Linked DNA regions of Mus musculus: regions 1, 2 and 4 are each linked to region 3. Evidence: chromatin contacts called from public Hi-C and HiCAR-type data. All regions are on one chromosome and are shown on one strand. Each heading gives the region's core, a stretch centred on a gene start, on an enhancer-like site or on the middle of the called end of the contact. The rest is flanking DNA. Distances are from core to core; before and after follow the strand shown.

What was found. Hi-C and Micro-C count contacts between places; a contact is called where the count stands out from the background. HiCAR-type assays count read pairs that join an accessible place to other places.
Region 1: a Hi-C map of regulatory T cells shows a contact between it and region 3, with 2.4 times the contacts expected there. The contact joins the enhancer-like site here to the promoter of Chchd3 in region 3. A contact is called at or near these places in 4 of 39 promoter capture datasets (cranial neural crest, maxillary cranial neural crest, neutrophils and 1 more), 24 of 484 Hi-C or Micro-C datasets (CD4 T cells, CD8 T cells, LSK cells and 16 more), 3 of 115 datasets of contacts at active chromatin or transcription factors (the 230-238 cell line, bone marrow-derived dendritic cells and effector CD8 T cells) and 3 of 9 other capture datasets (adipose tissue, liver and pancreatic islet).
Region 2: a Hi-C map of brain shows a contact between it and region 3, with 5 times the contacts expected there. The contact joins the enhancer-like site here to the promoter of Chchd3 in region 3. A contact is called at or near these places in 1 of 39 promoter capture datasets (the 3T3-L1 cell line), 1 of 15 datasets of contacts at CTCF or cohesin (the NIH/3T3 cell line), 4 of 484 Hi-C or Micro-C datasets (brain, cerebral cortex and nephron progenitors), 2 of 115 datasets of contacts at active chromatin or transcription factors (the SCID.adh cell line and bone marrow-derived macrophages) and 3 of 9 other capture datasets (adipose tissue, liver and pancreatic islet).
Region 4: a HiCAR-type map of embryonic stem cells shows a contact between it and region 3, with 3 times the contacts expected there. The contact joins the enhancer-like site here to the promoter of Chchd3 in region 3. A contact is called at or near these places in 3 of 39 promoter capture datasets (the C10 cell line, liver and stem cell-derived epiblast-like cells), 2 of 115 datasets of contacts at active chromatin or transcription factors (bone marrow-derived macrophages and embryonic stem cells) and 1 of 9 other capture datasets (pancreatic islet).

What each region holds. Positions count from the first base shown.
Region 1 is chr6:33,259,489-33,263,751 of GRCm38.p6, forward strand. All of the region lies in intron 1 of Exoc4 (exocyst complex component 4), which reads left to right. Among named protein-coding and RNA genes, the nearest start is that of Exoc4, 12 kb to the left of the region's middle. Within about 2 kb of position 1,788, at least 12 of the 459 cell types and tissues checked have an H3K27ac peak or open chromatin away from gene starts, as enhancers often do. A contact at or near this core is called in CD8 T cells, effector CD8 T cells and regulatory T cells, where this site is marked.
Region 2 is chr6:32,929,067-32,933,137 of GRCm38.p6, forward strand. All of the region lies in intron 4 of Chchd3 (coiled-coil-helix-coiled-coil-helix domain containing 3), which reads right to left. Among named protein-coding and RNA genes, the nearest start is that of Chchd3, 130 kb to the right of the region's middle. Within about 2 kb of position 2,510, at least 17 of the 459 cell types and tissues checked have an H3K27ac peak or open chromatin away from gene starts, as enhancers often do. A contact at or near this core is called in brain, where this site is marked.
Region 3 is chr6:33,058,769-33,063,073 of GRCm38.p6, forward strand. Chchd3 (coiled-coil-helix-coiled-coil-helix domain containing 3) reads right to left here and starts at 1,492. Exons shown (of 8, transcript NM_025336.2): 1 at 1,232-1,492. The coding sequence starts at 1,312.
Region 4 is chr6:32,834,605-32,838,802 of GRCm38.p6, forward strand. The region is part of intron 6 of Chchd3 (coiled-coil-helix-coiled-coil-helix domain containing 3); the gene reads right to left. Among named protein-coding and RNA genes, the nearest start is that of Gm32007, 180 kb to the left of the region's middle. Within about 2 kb of position 2,752, at least 26 of the 459 cell types and tissues checked have an H3K27ac peak or open chromatin away from gene starts, as enhancers often do. A contact at or near this core is called in embryonic stem cells, where this site is marked.

The DNA.
Region 1 (4,263 bases), core at 538-3,037, 200 kb after region 3:
TGAATTTAGTTTTTAATTGTGCTCCTGAAGAGATATTAATATAAAATCTGTTACCTTATTTTAAGGAGACTGTTGAGGCTGTGTTTATTATATTGTAAAATGAAAAATGAGCTTGCATAATGAGTCTTTAGAAAGTGAGAATTAGAACTTTTTGCCTTGGCTGCTTGGAAGCTCAAATTTAGATTAGGAACTCATTTACTATGAACTCTGTGTGGCCGTGTGACCTACTCGTATTTTACATTTATATAATGATGAGCTGTATATTTTACTATAGTCTTAGAACATCTTTGATTCTTTTTGTTTTGAAAGAGATGAGATATAATTAAAATGAAGCTGGGCGTGGTTTCGCACGCCTTTAATCTCAGCACTTGGGAGGCAGAGGCAGGTGGATTTTTGAGTTCGAGGCCAGCCTGGTCTACAGAGTGAGTTCCAGGACAGCCAGGGCTACACAGAGAAACCCTGTCTTGAAAAACCAAAGAAAAAACAAAAACAAAAACAAAAAACAAACAAACAACACCACCACCAACAAAAACCTACAATGAAACTATTATAAATGTGGTTACTGGCTGATAAGTTATCACCACCCTGAGGTAGTGGCTTCAGTGACCACCCAGAGCGAGGCTGACAGAGCTGTGTCTGGTCTGATTCCTGATCTCGTCTCCTGTCACTTCCACACTGGCAGTTGGTACCCACTATGATCGCATGTCGGTTCCTCCCCATGGCAGTTAGAATTTGTTCTCCTTCATGGCCTGGCACCTTCCCTCCCTAGAACAGCTTTCCCACAGAGGATGTTCTATTCACGAAGTACCTTTTTGTGCCCTTGCTGGTGCCAGTGTGGGGGGCATTTTTTTTTTTTGAGACAGGGTTTCTCTGTGGGGGGCATTTTTATCTCTGCTGTACTACAGCTTCTGCCCGACGCACTTGCTTACCCACCCACTCTATGGCTTGCATCTCCAAGCTGACATGTTAGCTTCCTGAGGGAGGGCTGGTTAGTTACTGCTGTATGTCTAGCCATTTAGTCTGCCTGGTAGGTGACCTGCTTAGTAAACCCTGTTGAAAGGATCAGTGAATTGATGGGGCCACCATACCTGTAACTGTTGCTTTCCTTCCCAGGGATTTATCAGCATGTATGGCTTCCAGCGAGGCCATTCCACGGCAGTTGTCTCAGTCAGGGAGCTGTCCTGCCTGACCTTTTACACTCTGCATCTTGCTGTTGCTCATTATGTAGCTTTTACTAAACATTTAATGTGCCAGGCACTGTGAGAATACAGAGAAAAGATCTGCTCCGAGTTCATAACAGACTCCCAGGAACTGGGATGGGGAGGTTTGAGGGGCTTCGGGCTGACAGTGTCAGGAGTCACAGCTGATTTCTTTTGCTTCTGTAATGTGAGTAAGCACCCCACCTTTCTCTCCACGCTTCTTCAGTCCTTAAAACATCCTGGAGAGGCAGGAGTTCTGTTCTCTTGCCTGTTTTATGAGGAAAAACATCCAAGGAGAGGTTGAGGAACTCACCAGGGTTTCAGAATTCTATTTGTCACTGTTTGCTAAGAATTTCTTTTCCTAAGCCAGAGCATCACTGTGTAGCCCAGGCTGACCCCAAAATCATGATCTTCTTGTTTTATCCTCTAAGTGTCTGGGATTATAGGGTGATGCTTCCTTGCCCCACTGCAAAGCCCTATTTGAGTCTGTGGTTTTACTTTTAAGAACAACTGTTTGATTTTGACTTGTTTTGTTTTTGAGACAGTTTCATATAGCCTAGGTTGACCACAGATTCACTTTGTAGCAAAGGCTGGCTTCAACTCTTGATCTTCCTGCCTCTACCTTCTTAAGTGATGAGATTACCATACCTAGCCCAGTTTACAAACTTTATGTTCCTCTTTTTTCTTCTTTTTTTTTGACAAGTCTCTCTCTGTAGTCTAGTCTGCTGTTGAACTCCCACACAAAGAGCCACACGCCTTTGCCTTTAATTCCTCTGTTGGGATTAAAGTTTTGTGTCACTGTACTTAGCTAAATATGTTCAAATTTTGCACAGGTAAATGGAATGGGGAAAGAAAAAGTGGCTTTTTAAAAATGCAGTGTTGTGTACTGAACCCAGGACCCTTGCACATGCTAGGCAAGTGCTGTCTACTGCTCCTTCTGCAAACCTCAGATGCCTCGGTGTGATGTGTGCTGAGGGCCCCAAAAGGTGGGACATGTTTGCTGTATTCCTGGCGGTGGTCTGGGTTTGGCTGATTTCTTTTTCTCTGTCTCTGGCTGGAAGTCCTTGCTCTGGTAAGTGACGGGTTGTCCTGGTGAGTAACCTGATCTTCATAGGTGCACTTTCCCTTCTGTGTGTGTTCCCTTTGATCTTTTAAAACATGGCATTGACTTTCATGTGCTTGCTTCTGTCTGGACTCCATTACTCTATTAAATCCAAAGAGAGCAAAATTGCTCCAAGAAGGAATGGCTGATGGTGAGTGTGTGTTTTCCTGTCACAACATTTAACTGGCTAACTGAAAGACTGAATGAAGCTGGTGTTCTAAAAGGGAAAAAAGAAAGACGTGAAAAGAAACTGACCAATTCCACTTTTAGTCTCCAGATCTTTATGCCATGTTTTAATTTTTGTCTGGGAGTCACTGGGAGCTGGTGGCTTGTGAGTCTGCTGGAACCATCTCCCATCCTTGTTCCTGCTAGAAGCATTTGGTGGACCCTTTAGCCTGTTAGGTGAACACATTCCTTCCTGGGGATTAATTAGTCATGGTTAGAGATATAATTCATCATGTAAAATACCAGAGGTGTCGTCGTGAAAAATTGCTAGTGATCCAGAAATGTCTCTGCATCCAGCTTCGTTGCAGTCTAGTTTAGCGTTTCCTGTTCCAGTGTTCACTCAGCAGCACTTTGTAAATTGTAATCACAGTTTACATGAAATAGGGCAGAGCAAAAGCTAAAGAGTGGCTGTGTAATTTGAATGCATCTTGGAGTGTCAACTTTATATCATGTTCCTTGCTTCTGTCTTTTTGTTGTTCTTCTTAACCATTTTGTCAGGTCCAACAGTGTTTCTTAAAAAGGAAAACAAGAATAAGAACAACAACAACAACAACAACAACAACAACAACAACAACAAAAAACAGAGAGAAAAAACTGTAGTAGGGCCCATGTGCATCTTTTCTTCTTTAGCTAATCCCTGCTTTCTTACAGGCGAGCTGTCATACACTTAGAGTGAAGTTCTCGGCTCAGGAGGTGAGGCAGGGACTACAGCAGCTCACATGTATGGTAGACGGAGGGCAGGCTGCATGCGTGTGTGCTATGTGCACCTTATTCCCTTCTCTGAGCTCTGCGATGTGTCTCAGAAAAAGGGTCAGATTCTGTCCAGCTCATCGTACTGTCTTAGGGATAATCACAGACGTGCTCACCAAGTGGCCATTGCATTGCTTCTGTTTGTGTTCTGTTTACTTTCTTCCCCATGTGCTGGACATGGGGCATCTATACATTTCTGGGCTTAGTATTAACATTTTATAAGTAGAGATGTGAAATCTTGCTCATCAGCATGGACTGTCCACCAGAACGAAGATTTTTTTTTTTAAACTAAAACTGCATTGTAGTGCCCAGTGTGGTGGTGCTTGTCTGTAACGCCAACACTTGGGAGGTAGAGGCAGGAGGATAGTAGTGGTCAGCTTGGTCTGTACAGTGATTGGTAGGCCAGCCTGAGCTCCATAGCAAGCCACTGTCTTAGAAAATGAAAACCACAAACAACTTCCTCAAAACCAACCAACCAACAAACACAAACAAAGATAAATACCCCTCCAAAGCGAAACCGTTCTTGTAGCAATGATCGCTAATAACTACGGACAACGTTTGTTGACTGATAGTGGTGTTTGAGGCTTTGTTTGATTGTGCTTAACACCTCCATCCTATAAGGAATGTATCTTCTTTTCATTTTATAGATGAACAAAATAAGATTCAGTAGCTGAAGTCCTCTGGGTAGTAAATTCGGTGGACTAAGGAGCCCAGCCTAGGCAGTTAGAATTCAGAGACAGGTTTTAGTTACTCTGCAGTTATTCAAACCTGTAAACAGACTCGGGGTTTGGAGTCTTCTAGGATCTTTTATTCTCACTGCATGGGGTGGGGGAGTTGTTTAGCCTCTTCAAAGCCCAACTGCTTCTAGTGAGAAAAGGAGACTGGAAGATAACAGACTCCAGTCCAGCAGGAGTGAGCATTTGATAAAATGCTGAATAAAGCTGGGTTTTGGCATCTGCAAACCTCTCTAAATTTTGGAGGTCTTTA
Region 2 (4,071 bases), core at 1,260-3,759, 130 kb before region 3:
CCTTTATACCCTACACCTTACATCCAACTAAATCTTGTTACTCCTCGACCTGAGAGAAAGCCCATATTCTCCACTTTCCACACCTTTAATTCCAGCTTTCTCTGTCAAAATGTCAAACATGTTTCAAATCCTGACATTCTCCTCTTTTTAAAATGCCAGATCAGACCTTGTTTAAGATACTAAGCCAGATTCTCTCCTAGTTCAAGCCTGCCAAGCCTAAATCTATAGCATGAATTACTCATTCAGCCCTTAGCACTTCAATGTTTTTGACCTGCACCTACATCAATCTTCTGAACACAATATAAAACCCAGGAGGCCTGTAGTACCAGTCTGGTCAAAAGCAAGAACATGCTGCCTACTGCACAGGGCAGGTATACCAGGCACTTCCCTGCCGCTGTGACCAAGTAAGGATTGACTTTTAGCCCACAGCTTCAGAGCTGTCTGGTCTACTGTGGAATGGCAGATAGGGTAGAGCGGTTCTGTGTGGCAGCAGGAATTAGGTGAGTATTACCATAGCAATGGGGCAGAAAACAGAGAGTGAGGAAGAGGGAATGGAATGCAAATCCTACTTCTATCAGGCAGACCCAGCAGCCTAAAAGCACCATGACCTTCAAAACTGCACCAAATTTGACTGAACAGTCAAACATGAGCCCATGGAAGGCCACTTGAGACGTAAAACATTGTGATAAAATCATCTTGGTGAGTGTACTGGCTAGTTTTGTGTCAACTTGACACAGCTGGAGTTATCACAGAGAAAGGAGCTTCAGTTGAGGAAATGCCTCCATGAGATACAACTGTAAGGCATTTTCTCAATTAGTGATCAAGAGGCCCCTTGTGGGTGGTGCCATCTCTGGGCTGGCAGTCTTGGGTTCTATAAGAGAGCAGGCTGAGCAAGCCAGAGCAAGCAAGCCAGTAAAGAACATCCCTCCATGGCCTCTGCATTAGCTCCTGCTTCCTGACCTGCTTGAGTCCCAGTCCTGACTTCCTTTGGTGATCAAAAGCAATGTGGAAAGTGTAAGCTGAATAAACTCTTTCCTCCCCAACTTGCTTCTTGGTCATGATGTTTGTGCAGGAATAGAAACCCTAAGACAGTGAGTCACTACCATAATCTAGACATAGAGTCCCAAGGACTTGTTCAAGACATAACTAGGTCACATATGTGGCAGCCATGATTTTCAAAGATTAAAACTTTTAGATTCCAGTCCCCCTCATCAATAAAATGTAAAAATAATAACTGACTTTGGACTTTTCAAAGCACCAAATGAAAATTCTTTTAAAAGTTCCCACAATACAAACACAAACAAGATAGTACTTTTATGAGAATACTTTGCAAGATGGTTATTGGTAAAGATTGATCAGCTTATCTTGCTGTAACAGAAACGTGGCTTTATAAATAACTAAGGACTTTGCTGCATAAACTCAGAAAGACAAAGGTACCAAATAGGTTTAGTCATTGGTAATATCTAGTTGCTGTAAGGTCACTGTGCTGTTTCATTTTACTGGCTATCCACAGTGCTAATCAAAGTATTAAAATGAGATTTTAAAATGTACTCTTTTGTAGCCTTCTGTAGCTTCCAGGCAGTGAGTAATTTGTGTAAACTAATCATAAATTACACTCATATGCCTAAATGCTGTTATACCTTCAAAATAAATGCCAATGACATGAAACAGCTTCTGAACGAGGAGCTCTATCATTTCTTCTTAGGAGTCACCTTTACCCTAATGGTGTCTACACGAGTGGCATGAGCTTGGAAATTTCAAGTTCTGAAGGAGTATTTTCAATGCTTCTATATTCCCCTACCCTACACACACCCCAAACACTATGCTTGTGTTACTTCTGAAAAGAAGAAACCCACTGTGCAGCAGGCAGTGTGAAACATAATGCAGCTTTACTCTGCATCAGCAAAGCAAGAAAACAACCAGCTGTGAATTAGAAATAGAACAAAATTTGGAGTTGCCAGCTGCAAGCCCAGGGGAAGTCAGGTAACATCAAAAGTACTCCTTAATGGTTAATAGCTGATTTTATTTCAGATGCACTAAGTACACTATGGGATAGGTTTAACATATTAATTTTTACTTTCAAAAGCTATACACAGAATTTTTGGTCAAGCAGAAGCCTGGCAATGACAGCAAGCAAGTCTATCAATCAATCCAACATGGCTGTGCTCTGCTAGCAGCCCCTGACACCAATTAGGAAAAGGCAATACAGAAGTGCTGCTACCAGGTTACAGCTTGGCCAATTAGAGCACAGCCTGGGTGAGAGGGGCTGTGAACATGGAACTCAGGGTCAGAAAGGAGAGGAGAAGAGCACCTTGGATAATGCAACATGAAAAAGGAGGATTGCGGGAGGGACACGGAAAAGAAGCCAGTCAGTCCGCAATCAAACAGCCCATTTTATTGTTCCCTGTCAAAGACAAGCAGTCACTAAGACAAAGCCAAAGAGAGGCGGCCATCCCCGCCCTGGACGGCTCTGCTCACTGGCCTGAGTAACTCCAGGAGCTGTCGCTATTACACAGCAGCTCTGCGGCTACAGCCTCTGACTGTTCTTTTCGGTCAGGATTCACAAGCTAAGCCAGCTCACACAGGGCCTTAACGTCAAAGGCAGACACATATCAAAGGGCCACAAGCCCCGTATTTCAAACCAGCCTCATTATTTGCACATAAGCCTTCTGCTAAGTTTTCTCATTTCCACATCCTACAAAATTTTGGGTACCTCCTTTCAATTCTTCCCACCTGAGCTCTTCTTCCAGATCATGACTCATAGTCCTGGCTTATCAGACTTCATAAACTCCAAGGCCTTAAACAGCTTCCTTTGCGCTATAGTCCCTTCATCTATAACCACTATTGCTATCTGCTGAATACCTCCCCTTAACTCCATTTAGCTCAGCCACCTTTGAGGGCTCTGGCTGATCCCTACAGCAGTGTGCTAGCTGAAAGGCCAAAGCAAGGGTAATAAAGAAGTTCTGGACTGGAGGGATCCCTTTCTGATGCACATTCAAAACCTAGCTCTGACCAGTCCTACAAAAGACTCTGGTCTAAGTTATATAAAAGTAATAAGCAAATATATCTAAAAAACTTAAGCTGTAAATTTTCAAACATAAAAAGAATGATACTATACTCAGTTACCAACTGAGCTACCTCTATGGCAACAAACTCTCCTGGTAGCTGACCCTATCTCAGGAAGGAGAACTCTGACTTAACTCTAGTAACTCTTCGGCGGCAGTCAGTCCTGCCCCAGTGTTATCAGAAGTTTCTCACAGTGTACCCGCTGTGCCACGCACACACGAACAAGAAGTGTGGATTTTCAAATGCAATCATGGTGTCTCACAGACTTGAGCATGAGAATCCCCTACAATGTCTACAGGGTATGCTCAGATTTGAAGAGAACACAGGATCCCAATCTCAGCTGCTTGAAGGAACAGCCAGTGAAGCTGTAGAAAACGCTACAGCTTAGGACGGAACAAGCTTGCAGAGATGCTGATCTCACTGGCTGTGAGTGACACCTAAAGACAAAGATTTCCTTTAAGAGCCCTCATCCACAACTGGGTCCAAAGGATGCATAAAACCCCATGCCTGTGCCATTTATATCAGAGAAGGTCATTACTCATGGGGCGACAGCAAAGGTGAGGGAGGTGGCCAGGAAAGCAGGCCCCAAAGGTCTACACTGAAAGAAAGAAAGAAAGAAAGAAAGAAAGAAAGAAAGAAAGAAAGAAAGAAAGAAAGAAAGAAAGAAAGAAAGAAAGGGAGAGAGAGAGAGAGGGAGGGAGGGAGGGAGGGAGGGAGGGAGGGAGGGAGGGAGGGAGGGAAAGGAGGAGAGGAAAGGAAGGAAGGAAGGAAGGAAGGAAGGAAGGAAGGAAGGAAGGAAGGAAGGAAAAGAGAAAGAAGAAGAAAGAGAAAAAAAGGAAAAAGAAAGAAAAAGAAAAAAGAAAAAGAAAGGGAAAGATAAAGAAAGAGAAAAAGAAAAAAGAAGGAAAAGAAAAAGAAAGAGAAAAAGAAAAAGAAAAAGAAAAAGAAAAAGAAAAAGAAAAAGAAAAAGAAAAAGAAAAGGGGATTGTAGCAGACCCTGGGGGC
Region 3 (4,305 bases), core at 242-2,741:
TTTTTTTTTTTTTTAAGTTTTCAACATTCTAAGCCTTTTATCGACTTTCTTTTCCTTTCTTTTTTGGTTTTTTTTTTTCCCTCCACCTCTGTACAAAACTCAAGTATGCAGTAATTCTTATCTTACTACAAAAACTACCAACTAAACCACAGCAGGCAAAGGGCTCTATCACTAGTAGAGTGAGAATTGCTGGTCACAGACTCAAAAACTCAGTTCAACAGTCTGGGGTTTCTAATCAATAAAACTTTAATAAGTTCTTTTCAAAGTAACAAATTTCAAAGGAAAAAGTTTTCAAGCAGTTGAAATGTTTTTAAGTTTTTATTTCCTTGTAACTCTTACATAGTTAATTAAGAGTAGTTGTGTAAAAGCAGTAGACAGAAAATATAAAGTACTCTAAAACCTTCTGAAGTCATAGTGCTCTATTTACTAGATACAAGTAAGTGTACTTCCCAAAGCATGAAGCTCCAAAGTCGAGGCAAAGGAGAATATTAAAGTTGTTAGTGTGTATACTAACGCCCTAGAGGAAATTCAAGTTTTCAGTTCATGTATCAAGTACATGCAGAGGGCATTTAATAAGTCTCTATAACGATCCCTTAGAAGTTGTCTCAGTTCTACAACCTTGAAGGCCTGCAAACCGACCTCCGCCCCTAGCAGGCTGGCAGTTATAGGCCTGTATAGTCCAACTGGGTCAGGTTCATAACTTGGGCCAACAAACCACAGGGGAGGCGCCTGGGAAAACGAAATTATCAGGTGGAAGGGAAAGAGCCAGAAGCCAGAAATTAGCAGCAGGGTCAGGAATGACTTGAATGGTAATACCAGAAGAGGGGCAGGGAATAACAGAGGCAAAGAAGAGTAATCCTTAAAACACCAATTCACTCTGAGAAAGAACTGTGCGTGGAAAAGAAGGGCTTGGGTCCTGTACAGGAGGCACACGGACCAGCACAGTGAAGCAAGAGTTTTAATAAAGTCCTGCAACTAGTGAGCAAGGACGACCGTGGTGACCCGGCACCACCACCCCGGCACAGTGCATGGCTCCTGGCACACAACCAAGAACTTTCTCTGAATGGAGGTTCGGAGTCTTGAAACTACGAGCTTCTTCCCAGAGACCCAGACTTCTAGCGGGACAGCAGGGCGGGCCGAGAGCGGAGAAAGCAGGTGCAGCTGTCCCAGGCACATTTCAGCGTTGGGATCCGAGGTCAAAGGCTGCCCTCCGCCCGCCCACGGCACTCACCCGGATGCCCTTCACCACGGTGATGTTCTCGTTCTCGTCCGCCTCGAAGGTGACCCGGCGGGTGCTAGCGGTCCCGCCCATGGCTCCTGCTTCTGTCCCCGCAGAGTCTGGAGCGTGGACCTACGAGCACGTCAGGACCCACGCGCACACTTGCGCGTGAAAGCCCTGGACGCTTCTCTTGCAGGGCAGGAGCAAGGCCACGACCCCAAAAAAGAAGCAAGGAGAAGGCGCCGGTCCCAAAAGCCCGCCTCCTCCGGTCACGTGCCAGAAGTAGGCCGCTTCGGGTTAGCCCGAGAAGCAAACTGCCCGCCTCTTATCAGAAGGTGCACTAGGATTGGCTGGATTGGACCCGGATGCTATGGCAACAGGTGGTGCTTAATAGGGCTTCCGGAGCCTCTGAGAATAATGGGAATTGTAGTCTCGATCCGGAGCGATAGGTGCTGTGACAGGTCTCACTCCCTAAACTGTAAAGTGAACCGAGCATTCTGGGAGTTGTAGTCTTGACAGCCCTGAAGGCCTCCTTCTGGTCTACTTTCAAAAAAGTTGGTTCACCCAACCAGCTTGTTTTGCAGTTGACTCTAGAACCTTAGGTAAGTTAGGTAAATACAGGCTCTCAAAGCTAGATATGGAAGATGCACTCCCCTAAACAAACAACTTGTATATTCCAATTCACAAACCTGTAACAACTAAACTTAGCATTTTGCCACTTAGTCTTTTAAAGGGGCCGAGACTACATATGCCTATGTTCCTATCTTATGACTTTGGTATTTGTCAGTCTGTATGAAATGCAACTTTTAATGTAGGGCTTTCAAATCTACATGCAAAAATGCACAGGAAAAATTATTTACACAAAGATACAGACAGAACACTGCTTCTCGTGTTTGTGTCTCTTATTCACTTACATAAGTTAGATCACAGGATGATTAGACAGAGGAAAATGGTCCGTTCATGGAGGAGTTATAGCAGCGTTAGACAAAGTAGAGATGATCTGTTTTGGAAAGTTTCTAGCTTGGTACTTTACCTCCAAGAAGTCTAAAAATGTTAGGATAACCACACACACAGTTTCAGTTTTGTTGTTATTTGGTTATTTGGTTGATTTTAGGGTTTTTTTGTTTTGCTTTTTTGTTTGTTTGTTTGTTTGTTTGCTGTCAAACACTGTTGCTAAAAGTACAGTATGATCTTAGATTTATGGAGCCAGAGAAATACCCTTTCATTTAGAAATTAGATGGATGGGACTACTGATGTAGCTCAGTTGTCTATGCAATGCCCCAGGCCTGAGCTATGTGAAGGAGGAGAAAAAACAAGAGGGAAGAAGAAGAGTGGGGCAGAAGGGGGATGGGAGGGGAGGGGACAGAACTAGCTGAACAAAAATACCTTTTTCAATTTGCCCTTCTCAACATTAAAAGACAGAGAATACAGCATACCATGGCATCCTCCTAGGCCAAAGGGATCCACAATGTTGAAGAAATATTTTTGAGCTTCAGTTATTTGTCAGCATGTCAGAATCTGTAGCGCAAGACACTATGTCCCTCCCGCTGCTATATCCCAGCATATAGCAGCAGTGCCCTTCATCTCATTGTGTCGTTCTTTTCAACACATGTGCTCTAAATCACATGATATTCTCCTGCAGTTCTGAAACTGCCTGCCCCTGTCTGCGTCCTCCCATTACATCACAGTTGAGCTTGCTTCTCTTGAGAACCCAGATACACAGGGATTGCCGTTCCTTACATCGGGTCCTCCCCATCCATAAACACAATCACCTCACTTCCTACCCCATAGACGGCGTGTATTGAAGGGTGTTTCATAAAGCAGTTGCTCGGTCTATATTTACAAAATTAGAGGCTTCCATACGGAGAGTGAGGAGATACAAATAACACTTGTTAATGAGGATGAAGACCAAGGCTGAGAAGGCAATGGATGCCTTCCATCAGAGCACCAAAAGCATCCGGTGCTCTCCTCAGCAAAGGACCCAGAATACTTCCCAACTCCTAGTGTGTTTCAAGCAACACTAAGTAGATCTTCTTTTTAAAAAATTTAATGTATCGCCGGGCGTGGTGGTGCACGCCTTTAATCCCAGCACTCGGGAGGCAGAGGCAGGCGAATTTCTGAGTTCGAGGCCAGCCTGGTCTACAAAGTGAGTGCCAGGACAGCCAGGGCTACACAGAGAAACCCTGTCTCGAAAAACCAAAAAAAAAAATTTAATGTATCTTATGGGGATGTTGGGGGATACCCACAGTGACAATACAGTTCTCCCCAGGCCAGTTCCAGGTACATCGTCCCTACCATCTCTTCCTAAACTCTTGAGAACCAATGGTCTCCCCTTCGCTCTGTCTATAGCTTCTTCATGGCCATCTACTCCAAAGGCAGCATTCTCAAGCCAAAAACATAGGTTGGCTCAAATGAAAAACAAAACTCAAACTTGAACCTCTTAGATTCTCTCTCCCTTTTCTCTATTTTTGGCATCAAGTCCTCAAGTTTCACTGTGAAATTCACAGTACAAGAGGAAAAGCAGAGCAGCCTGGATAATGAGTTTGAACTCGGAATCATCACGGCAGACTAGAGAGAGGTAACACGGGGACTGTAAGCAAAATAAAAACATCCAGATGGAAAGAAAGAAGTAAAACTGCCTCCATCACACATGACATGATCTTATAAATAGAAAAACATCTCAAAGAATCTACTAAAAAAACAGTAATTTTTTTTTAAAGTTCAGCAAGGTTTCAGAATATAAGTTCAAAAAACTTCTTGTGTATCTCTATACACTACAACTAGCAAGCCAGAAATGAAATGAAGATATCCAGTCCATCAGGAATAGCATCACAAATAGCTCAAATGTCCACTTATTGATAAATGGATAAACATGACTCAGCATTTCCAGATAATGGAATAGTATTGAATAATAAAAAGGTACAAAGTGCTGGGATATGCTACGATATGGAAGAACCACAATGTTATGTGATAACATGAAACATTGTGACAGGGGCTGGAGGGAAGGCTCAGTAGTTAAGAGCCTTTAATGCTCAGGTTCAGTTCCCAGAACCCATGTGACAGCTCATAACTGCTAGTAACTCCAG
Region 4 (4,198 bases), core at 1,502-4,001, 220 kb before region 3:
AAGTTACATTTTCCTTGTTGAAAAAAACAAAACAAAACAAAATGAAAAGCAAAAGTAAAAACCAAAAAACCCCAAACTTCACTACCTTATAACCAAAAAGAGTAATGACTAATTTAACCCTTTTCACTTCTGGACTAGGGTTCCAGGAAGAAAATCAAAAATTTAATGAGAAGAGAAAATACCTTATAAATACCAGCATTACCCTTATCTTCTTTTCTTCACTCCCCTCCCCTCTCAAATTAGGTCAACCAGTTTTCCAGGATGGACCTAGTCTCTGCTCACTCTGTGCAAGTGATGAGTTTGAACTGTCTTTTCAGATTGGGCTGTGAGTTCTGTTTGCCTGCAAGTGTGTGCCTTGGTACTAAAGTTATTAATGGTTATAATCCACTATGGGTACTGGGAACAGCCTGAGTTCTGCAAGAGCAACAGATGCTATCAACATCTGAGCTGTCTCTGTAGCCTTCAGTTGTCTACTGGTGTGAACTCATGGCTTATGTATACTCATCTACAGTGCCATGGTGCTCGAGTGGTGGTCAGAGGACAGCTTGCAAGGAATGAGTCCTTGCTCTTCATCCACTATGTGGAACCTGGGGATCTAGCTCAGGTTCTGGGGCTTGGCAGCAACTGTGTTTACCCACCATCTTGAAGGCTACTGAGACGTATTTTTGGTTAGTCTGCTTCCATACAAATCCCCAGAATGCCCTTAAAATCATGATGGAGATAAGAATAGTCTGGAACAGCATCAAACTGCAAACGGCCGAACACCCACCCCATGATCCTAGCTGCACACCAGGGCTAACTGCTTCTTTCCTAGGTACAAATTATATACCAGAGAGCCAAACAAAAAGAAACTTCATCATCTGAATGTAGGAATACCTCTCACCCCCAAAGTCCCCTGCTCTCTATGGAACACTGACTAACCCTGCAGGAGGCAATCCACCTGCCCCATCTGCTCCCTCTTACAGTGTACTCAATTTAAAAAGTTTTCTTTTTTTTTTTTTTTAAAGAAAAATCTAGTATTTTTCATACGGAAATAACAAATTATTCTACAATGTCAGCTCATTTAATACATTTGGTTGTATTCAAAGTTATACAATAAATAAAAGACTGGTTGTCCAGAAAAATCAGATCTGAATATGTACTATGAATTTGCTCCCAACATATTTTCCTTGTGGCATGTAGAATTTGGTTAATGAATTCTTAGGGTATCATTCAGAAAGATGGTAGTTGGGCACATAAACAGGCTAATATACTCCATTTCAACAGGCCCCTTCTTTTCCAAAGGTCCAATGTTGCCAGACAGCATCTCATGAACCAAGTCTTTGTTAAATTATTTCCCACACTTTGAATCAAACTATATCCTCTTTCATTCACACAAGACCTTAAACTTAGAAAATATGATACAATATATGATTTTATGATTGGATATTAATATAGGAATAGTTATAATGATGTAATAAATTACAATGACTTTATATTAATAGAATTGTATCTGTATGTTCAGTTGAGAAAAGTTCTCTTTTAAATAAACTAATTGGACCAAAGCTCCAGCATTAAGAGTGGCAACATAGTCATATGATCCTGTGCAAGACAGAGAGAAATGCTGATTCTGGTGGGTTTTGTGGTTGTGGCTATGGCTGTAGATGTATGGCATATTGGGGTAAAGGTTTGGATTAAGCGGGTTGGTGATTGGAATGATAACAAATACAATACATATATGCCCAACACATGTGACAGAAAATTCTAGCAACAACAAGCAATCAAAACTACATGATTTTTATGCAGTGAATCATGGGGTGCCAAGAATAGGTGACAGATAAAAACACTCCCCAGTAGGTAGAAATTTTGGTTGCACTTACATATCCTATCAACTCTGTCTTTGAAAGTAAGAATTTAACCCCTTCAAAGTCTAAGGCCAGTGTTCCTTTATACCCTCTTGTGCCATTTGATCTCCACTGTTTCTAGCATTTGAGTTCCTTATGGAAAGCAGTTTTCCCTGTTTGCTTCAGAACATGTCAAAGTTAAAAGAAACAGTCTATGCCAGCCACTTCCACAGATAGCCCGTCCCCTTTAGTGTTTTGCTAGCAGCTTCATGCTTATATTAAAACTTTTAGGCCACTTCTTATATTCTAATATATAAAACCATTTGGCATGCAATGAGGTACAGTAATCAAAATTGTTCTTGAGCAAATATCTAAGACCTCTGGGGGTTGGAAACTGGAACTTAACTTTCCAGTGCAAATAAATTAGCACCTCAAAGGGACTCTTGGTGGGATTCTTTCCCCCAAGAAAAGCTGCCTTATGAATACCTTTAAACAAGAGATCTACATTATAGAGCTCTTTACTAGGGGAGGGCGAGCCAATGGGGTCAGGTGTCAGAATTTACTAACAGACAAGAACACCCAAGATACACCACAGATGAAATTGGTCTTCTGGCAAAAATCCAGTATATCAGACTTATAGCTTCAAAAATAACACAAAGTGGCAATCCCCACCATCAAATTCAAACCTTCACCTAAGTAGCAACAGAATATTTGGTTTCTGCTTTTTATCAACTAACCAGGACTGCTGAAGGATAGAGACTGAAGACTCACTACTCAAATTCTCCTTCACTTTAGCATCTTTTGTGTTGTAGAAACACCCGCCCCACAAAGAGAAGAGCTGTGAATGACAGCAGCACCAAATGAGCTGGAATGGAGGTGTTATGAATGTGAATCAGCAAGGGCCACTGCAGAAAACAGCAGCATCTGGGCGTGCAGCTTGCAGTGGAAGGAGACTGCACCGCCCACATGCTGGCACCCACTTTGACCACTTCATCTTGCTCAAGAGCTCTGCTGGGGAAACAAAGGTGAGAGGCACTGCCCTCTAGCCCATAGCCTGCACAAACAAGGGACACGGGATGGGATCAGAAAGCGATCCCTTTTCGTCTTCTCCTTGCCAACACACCCCCTTCCCAGACCTGATGGGTTTCTAGCTGGGGGCTCAGCAGATAGCAGGCTGAGCAGGCTTCTGCCATATGAAGTGTTGTGTCTGAACATGTCGACAGTAATTGGCAATTCATTTTTCATCCTGAAAGCAGAGAACAGGTGTAGGCTAACTTCAAACTCCCAGTCATGAACCTTGCTGAGTGCCTCTCTCACCCAGCAGCTTTGCTCAGATCTATGCTGGTAGCAGGCTGGTGGTCTTCAGAGTCATGATGCCAAGATCTGCCTCACAAATAAGCATTTGTGTAGTTACAGAAGCACAAGAGAACAAAATGAGGGAAAAAAATTCCAACACAACAGCAGCCCCCAGCCTTTCTGGTGTAAATACTGTAATTAGCAAATAGCTGACTTCTTTGTGATTGTAAGATCCCCACAAAGCACAGTGAACACAGCAAAAAAGGAGTTTCAGTGCTTAAAAGAGAATAAAGCCAGATATATCACCACACAGAATTCTTTGCCAGCTTCATCCAGAAACACTAGCTGAGGTGACTTGTGAATCAGAGCCAAGAGCAAAATCTCGCCTTAATGAGCACATCTATCAGTTTCCAGGGGACACAGCTGATTACCAGTGCTGGGATACACACTCACACAGAATGAGAGTCTAACTGCAGGCCAATGAAAAAGAACACACACAAAGTAACTCAAGGCAGCCATGTGAGCAAGTGGAGGATGGTGGGGATGCTTGGCGGCCCTGTAACATGGAAGCATGTGTGCTTTTCTGTCAACATGTAGAGAAGGGCCAAGATGCAAGCTTTTACAAGTTTTCAAGCATTCTGCCAGGCCTCAGTAAGGAAAACTGCTGCCTGGATCATTATATGAAAATGTATTGGTGCTGCTCACAGTAAGAATGTTTTATTTACAATGACTGGTTTCAAGTCCCCCTTAAGAGGAAGAAGTCAGTGTCCCTATTTGAAGGTGACAAGACACCCAAAGACTCCATCAAGAAACTTCTAGAATTGATAGACACTGGCAGGTGACAAAAATCAACACACCCAAATCAGTAGCCCTCCTAGACACCAAAGACAGGACAGAGATAAAAGTGCCAATTCTACTCACAATAGCCCAAAGAAACAAGCCAGCCTAGGTATGCCTTTGAATACACCTGATCAAAGAATTGAACAGCCTATACAACAGGAACTAAACCTCTGTAGAAAAAAACTTTCCCTTTGCTGTGAAGACACCAGCAAAGGGAAAGACATCCCAAGCACATGGAT